2 separate regions of the Gossypium hirsutum genome follow, and region 1 is linked to region 2. The links are chromatin contacts, called in public Hi-C maps. All regions are on one chromosome and are shown on one strand. The core of a region is the stretch at or near the end of the contact, and the rest is flanking DNA. Distances in the headings are between cores, read along the strand shown. Region 1 holds the start of LOC107889576 (MTOR-associated protein MEAK7). Region 2 holds the start of LOC107889433 (protein TRANSPARENT TESTA 9).

What was found. Hi-C and Micro-C count contacts between places; a contact is called where the count stands out from the background.
Region 1: a Hi-C map of leaf shows a contact between it and region 2, with 1.5 times the contacts expected there. The contact joins the promoter of LOC107889576 here to the promoter of LOC107889433 in region 2. A contact is called at or near these places in 2 of 34 Hi-C or Micro-C datasets (both in leaf).

Annotation. Positions count from the first base shown.
Region 1 is chrA09:72,883,543-72,886,277 of Gossypium_hirsutum_v2.1, forward strand. LOC107889576 (MTOR-associated protein MEAK7) reads left to right here and starts at 1,356. Exons shown (of 8, transcript XM_016814051.2): 1 at 1,356-1,525; 2 at 1,658-1,760; 3 at 1,883-1,987; 4 at 2,585-2,670. The coding sequence starts at 1,383. LOC107889578 reads right to left here and starts at 1,249. Exons shown (of 3, transcript XM_016814055.2): 1 at 843-1,249. The coding sequence starts at 1,001.
Region 2 is chrA09:72,702,290-72,705,074 of Gossypium_hirsutum_v2.1, forward strand. It overlaps LOC107889433 (protein TRANSPARENT TESTA 9), which reads right to left and starts at 1,320. Exons shown (of 21, transcript XM_041076652.1): 1 at 1,043-1,320; 2 at 726-777; 3 at 337-413; 4 at 112-245. The coding sequence starts at 1,095.

The sequences.
Region 1 (2,735 bases), core at 106-2,605, 180 kb after region 2:
CACTAGAATGGGTCTTTTCTGAAGTTACCCTTCAGTGAAAAGACATCTGAATAAACAAAGTATCCTTATTTAATTAACTGGCAACAAAATACCACCTTATGAATATCAATTTGCTGTGCTTGCAGGCAATGGAAAATGGCAAGCTATTTCTAGGTTAAAGAAACAAGGTTGTTTTATAAGTAATTCAAAGAATGGCAAAGCAAGTATTAAAGGGTAACAAAGGGATGGTTACTCTCCTACACAACAAGTCTGTGATGTCTCCAAGGACTTCGTTTTCAACTCTCTAGCAGAAGTACAGGGAAAAAGAATCCAGAGACTGATGACTAATAACAAATTACAGAAACCAGTTGGTTTGACTATTCATAGCAATAATCAATCCTAGCTAACTGAACTAGACTAGTTTATCCCATCCACAGAGACTTGGATCTCTATAATTCTAACCAGATTAATGAACTAGCAATCAACTAGAGAATGAACTAGCAACAAATAGGAAAAACAACACTATTAGAGTTAACTCTATAACGAAACCCATTTCAAGCTTTTTAAACCATTTTTAGGAGTAAACTATGGTCTAATTTCCTTGTTAGGAAAGATGAAAAAGCCATATTGGCAAAATGAAAAAACATTGTTTCATTCAATTACTTAGCAGAATTAAAAGACTAAAAGAAACGAAACCATAATTCACATCACTTTTTAATCATTATACCATTTGGAAGGTAACAAATACTGGGAAAAATGAATAACAATGTAAATTAACAACAATTGAAGACCTAATTTATGTTTCGGGATAGAAAGAAAGAAGAAGAAGATAAAATTGCACTAAAAGAAGGGATAGGCGAAACCTTTTCTTTGACTGATTCTTGGCGTTTCGAAACGTATTGGTCTTTGACAGAAACGGTGGAGGTTGGTTCAATTTCTTCATCGAATTGCTGCTTCCATTCGAACTGAGAAGTGAATACTATTACGAACACTAGAAAAACGAGAAGCCAAGGTCTCGACATTGCTCACATCTGTTTAACCCGATCTATTTTTTTCTTAATTCTACTTTTTTCCCGTTTGGGTGTTTCGAGCAATTGAAAAAAAACTATTGCCAGCGATTTATGGCAAGCAATACCCAACAAAAAACTGAAAGAAAGAAAGAACTGCCGCAGATCAAAGTAGCCGAGACTGACGAAATGGAAAATTATTCTAAAAACTTTTAATATTTTATTTATTTTAATAACCATATAAGTTTTCGAATTTTGTATGGAAAATTAATGGAGTAATACAAGCTTCTAAACTTCACTTATAAAATTAGAACTATTACGTATTCAAACAAAATATAAATCACTGTCCTGGCAATTAGGAAATGGCTCCAGCCCAAAATAGTTTGGGCTTTAGACATGGAAAACAAAGTCAGCCCAATGAAGAACAAGAAAAAAATATGGGAAGGAAAAACGAAAAGAAATGAACTAGCCAGGAAAAAAGGAAGAATGGGGAACAGCCAGTCACCTCCACCAAATCCTCGTTTCAATTCTGCTTCAAGGTAGTTCTTTCTTCAAACTATCTCTCTCTGCTTTAATGTCTGAATTCTTTTTTCTCTCTTTTTACTTGAAAGAACTGCTTTTATTTATTTTATTGGTATAATTAAACTAACGAAAACATTAATATGTCTTAGAGCTTTTACACCAAAGGAATTAGAGGATCTCAAATCGCTCTTCAATTCCCTGGCTGCACGGTCACAGACCAACGGTCAATATGTTTCTTCATCTGTCTTTCAGGTTTTCTTTTTCTTGTTTTTTGGATCTACCCATTTATAGTTATGAATGTTTTGTTTTGATTCCATTTATGTTCTTGAGTTTTTTTTCCCCTTTTAATTACGAAAGTACTATATTGGTTGTAGGTTTACTTTGGGTTGAAAGGTCCTCTCGGGGAGAGAATGTTCGATTTGGCCACGCAGGGCCGCAAAGACGATAAGCTTACCTTTGAAGACCTGGTGATCACTAAAGTAATTATCTTCTCTTTCGTCCTCTTTTTTAAATTTTGTTGGAAACTATATTCTCTTCATTGTTTCAAAAATATCTGTGTCTAGCAGTTGGTATGATCCATGAAAAATATGAAAAAAATTTAGAAAAGAAATTGAGTATATTGTATTCGATGCTCACCCCAAATCCGAGTAGCATGGATTGAAAATTTTATTGTTGGTTATCATTGCTGAGCACAAATGATTAAGAAACAAATCTAGTTGGTTATGTATAGCTTGTTTGGTTGCTTTTGTTATTGGCTTTTTATTTATGAAAGTAAAAACGGAAAATCCTCTATGTTTTCTTTATTAATTAAAGTTAAAAATCAACATTTTGTGAATGACCAAATGCATGGCTTTGCTTCAATGTGGAATGGCAACTAAGTTTAAGTGTTTCTTAATTTTTTACTTTTTTTTGTTTATTCTTAATCAACTGCTACAATTTTTCTTTTTAGTAACTTTTGAAGGAGAAAATAAGTATCAAAAGGCAGTAACTAGAACAACAGCTACGGGAGACCTAGGTTAATGGCTGTTCTGAATTGAGCTTGCAGACCTATTCATTTTATGTTTCATGTTTTGTAGGGTACTTATGTGAAAGGACCAAATGATGAGATTGAGGAGTTTATTTATCGATTGTTGGATGTCACAGCTGATGAAATTTTGACAAGGTAGAATGGTGATTGCTTGTAGTAATGTTTTCTTCACTTCACCAACTCACTTTTTCCTAGCCTTT
Region 2 (2,785 bases), core at 70-2,569:
AATGTCAACATTTATATTTGATATCATTTCTGGAAACATGCAAACAGAAAGACAGAGAGAAAAACAACCAAGAAGTTTTAACATACATATCTATGGCACTAAGCATCTTACAAATTGCATGTTCACTATCCATGTTTTGGATCATTATGCTTAGATATTGAAGCAATGGAGCCTCAATTGTTGAACTTGTACTGATCTTTAGTACCCGTACAAACTCTGCTAAAACTTGGTATTCCATGAAACATCTACAACAAATTGATGGAACTCAGATTTATTCACAAATATACCGAGAGACATTATCATTACAAGAGAAGACGTTTCCTGAGTAAGGCATACTCAAATATTAATGGATCTTGTCTGTCACCATATGTCACTATCTCTACAATCGTTTGTAGAAGATCTACCACTGTATCCTGCACACGAGAAAGAACAAAGAGGGATATTTTGGGAAGAAGTTCATATACTAATCATTATGAATATTATCCAATACACCAAGACACTAAAATTCAAAAACTCCACAAGCGGGTTCAGTAGTCACTTGCCCATTTAACTATATATCCGAACTTAATCAGTTGAAATTTGACGTCCATATTTATAATTAAACAGATACGTGGAGAACATATGAACCTACTCATGGAGTTTTCAACCTTCACCGTCACTATATACAAAGAATAACACTCTGAAATAGCACTACCATAAAATTCTTTAAAAGTAAAAGAAGTTACCCTGTTCTGCGCATTGACAACTTTGATCTGCCGCAATTCGGTAATTACAGATCTATATCCACGAACAAGAATTTTTTTTTTTAAAAATCGTTAAAATAATAATCATCGCAATGACAATCGACGAAGAATCGATACGATAATGTGAGGAAAAAGTAACTGCTGAAACCTAATTAAAATAATCACAATTACGAGAAACATTAACAAAATTCAAAAGAAGAAAAATCAGCACCACATTGTAATTTAATGGAATACACTTAATTAGAGTTTGAACTTGTGTAAGCATAATAAAATATTTGAGAGGGAGAGAGAGGAATTACTTGAAATGCTGAAGAGAGAAGCGATCGATGGATCGCCAAAGCGAGCGCCACATCGTGAAAAATGAGAGAGATCTTGTTTTTCTATTATTATTATTATTATTATTATTATTATTATTATAGAGAGGAAAGAAACCCTCGAGGAATAGAAGAAGAGAAATTGCAGAGGGGGAACAAATTTTGGCTTACTGGAAGATGAGATTTTACGGTTGAGTTGGGTCCGCGCGGCATGGGAACTGGAGTGAGGCTTTTGCTTTGGTTTTGGTATAAATGCCGTGTCCTGCTCGTGCCAACTAACGTTCAACGTTTTTTAAATTTCACGTCAACTTTACTACTGGAACCTATAACCAAATCGAAATCTTCTTCTTCTTCTTCTTTTTTTTTCCTAAAAATAGAAATTATTTTATTAACAACAAATGTTTCTTAATTTTTTTTTTCGATTTTTGATTTTACTAAAAAATAAATACATTAAATTAATTTTATATAAAATAAATATAATTATTTATGTATACATTATAAAATATAAAATAATCTTATATCAATAACTGTGTTAACAATTTATGAAAAATAAATTAAATTAAATTTTTATATATAAAATTATAAAAAATTAAAATTTACATATTAAATCAATATTTATATATATTTTTGAGGTTTATCACACTTTTATAAATACAGATAAAAATCATATTTATATTTTTTTAGAGATTCATTGGCCTAATCAATTTTCAAATCTTTACACAGAAAAGAAGAATAAAATTGCAACTCAGAGATAATAAAGTTCAAAGAAATACAAATCAAAAAGTATGAACGCATGATTGAAAATCTAAGTTATATCCAAAAAAAAGGTGGAAAAGAACACAACCGCCACAAATTCAAACCATGTCATGAGCTTCTACATTCTCATATCATGAGCTTCTGCACATTTTCAGGCTGACAATCAACTGTTGTTTTCCCTTTAAAATTTTTCAATAACATTTCATCATTAATTAATTTTGAATTTATTGCTATAAATAATAATCAACTCAACCTTTATTTTAAATATTAATTTTTTATTATTAACTTAAATTGATCAGAATTCGAACTATAAAGATTCTTATCTTTATGATAAACATATATTCTTATGAAACATCACAAATTTATAATAATTTTTTAAGAATAAATATAATTTATACTATATATTGAGGGGCTAATTGAGTTGGTGCTAGCTATTAATTGGATTTCAACTCTATTAGGAAATTACTAAAGGCTCATTTCTTTTGCAAAGCAACAAATATGTATCATTTTGATGGTATTTATATCTTTATGTTTTTTGATAAATCTATTAGGAAATTGCTAATGCCAATGTGGATTCTTCCTAATCAATCAAGTTTCGTACTAGGCTAGAGTATAACGGACAATATTATTATAACGTAAGAAATTATTCACTCTATGTATAAAAAATCCAATAAGGGTGGATGGTTGTTAAATTTGATTTAGAGAAGACTTATGACAGGCTCGATTGGGGATTCATTGAAGACACTTTGTCATATATTGGGCTTCCCACTCCATTGATACATGTTATCACAAATTATGTTACCTTTTCGACTATGCAGGCTATTTGGAATGGAGAGTTATCTAGAGTTTTTACACCATCTCGAGTTATCCGTCAAGGCGATCTTTTCTCTCCTTATATGTTTGTTCTTTGTATTGAGAGATTTGCTCAATTGATTACTGAAAAAGTTAAGAATGGGTATCGGAAGCCTATTA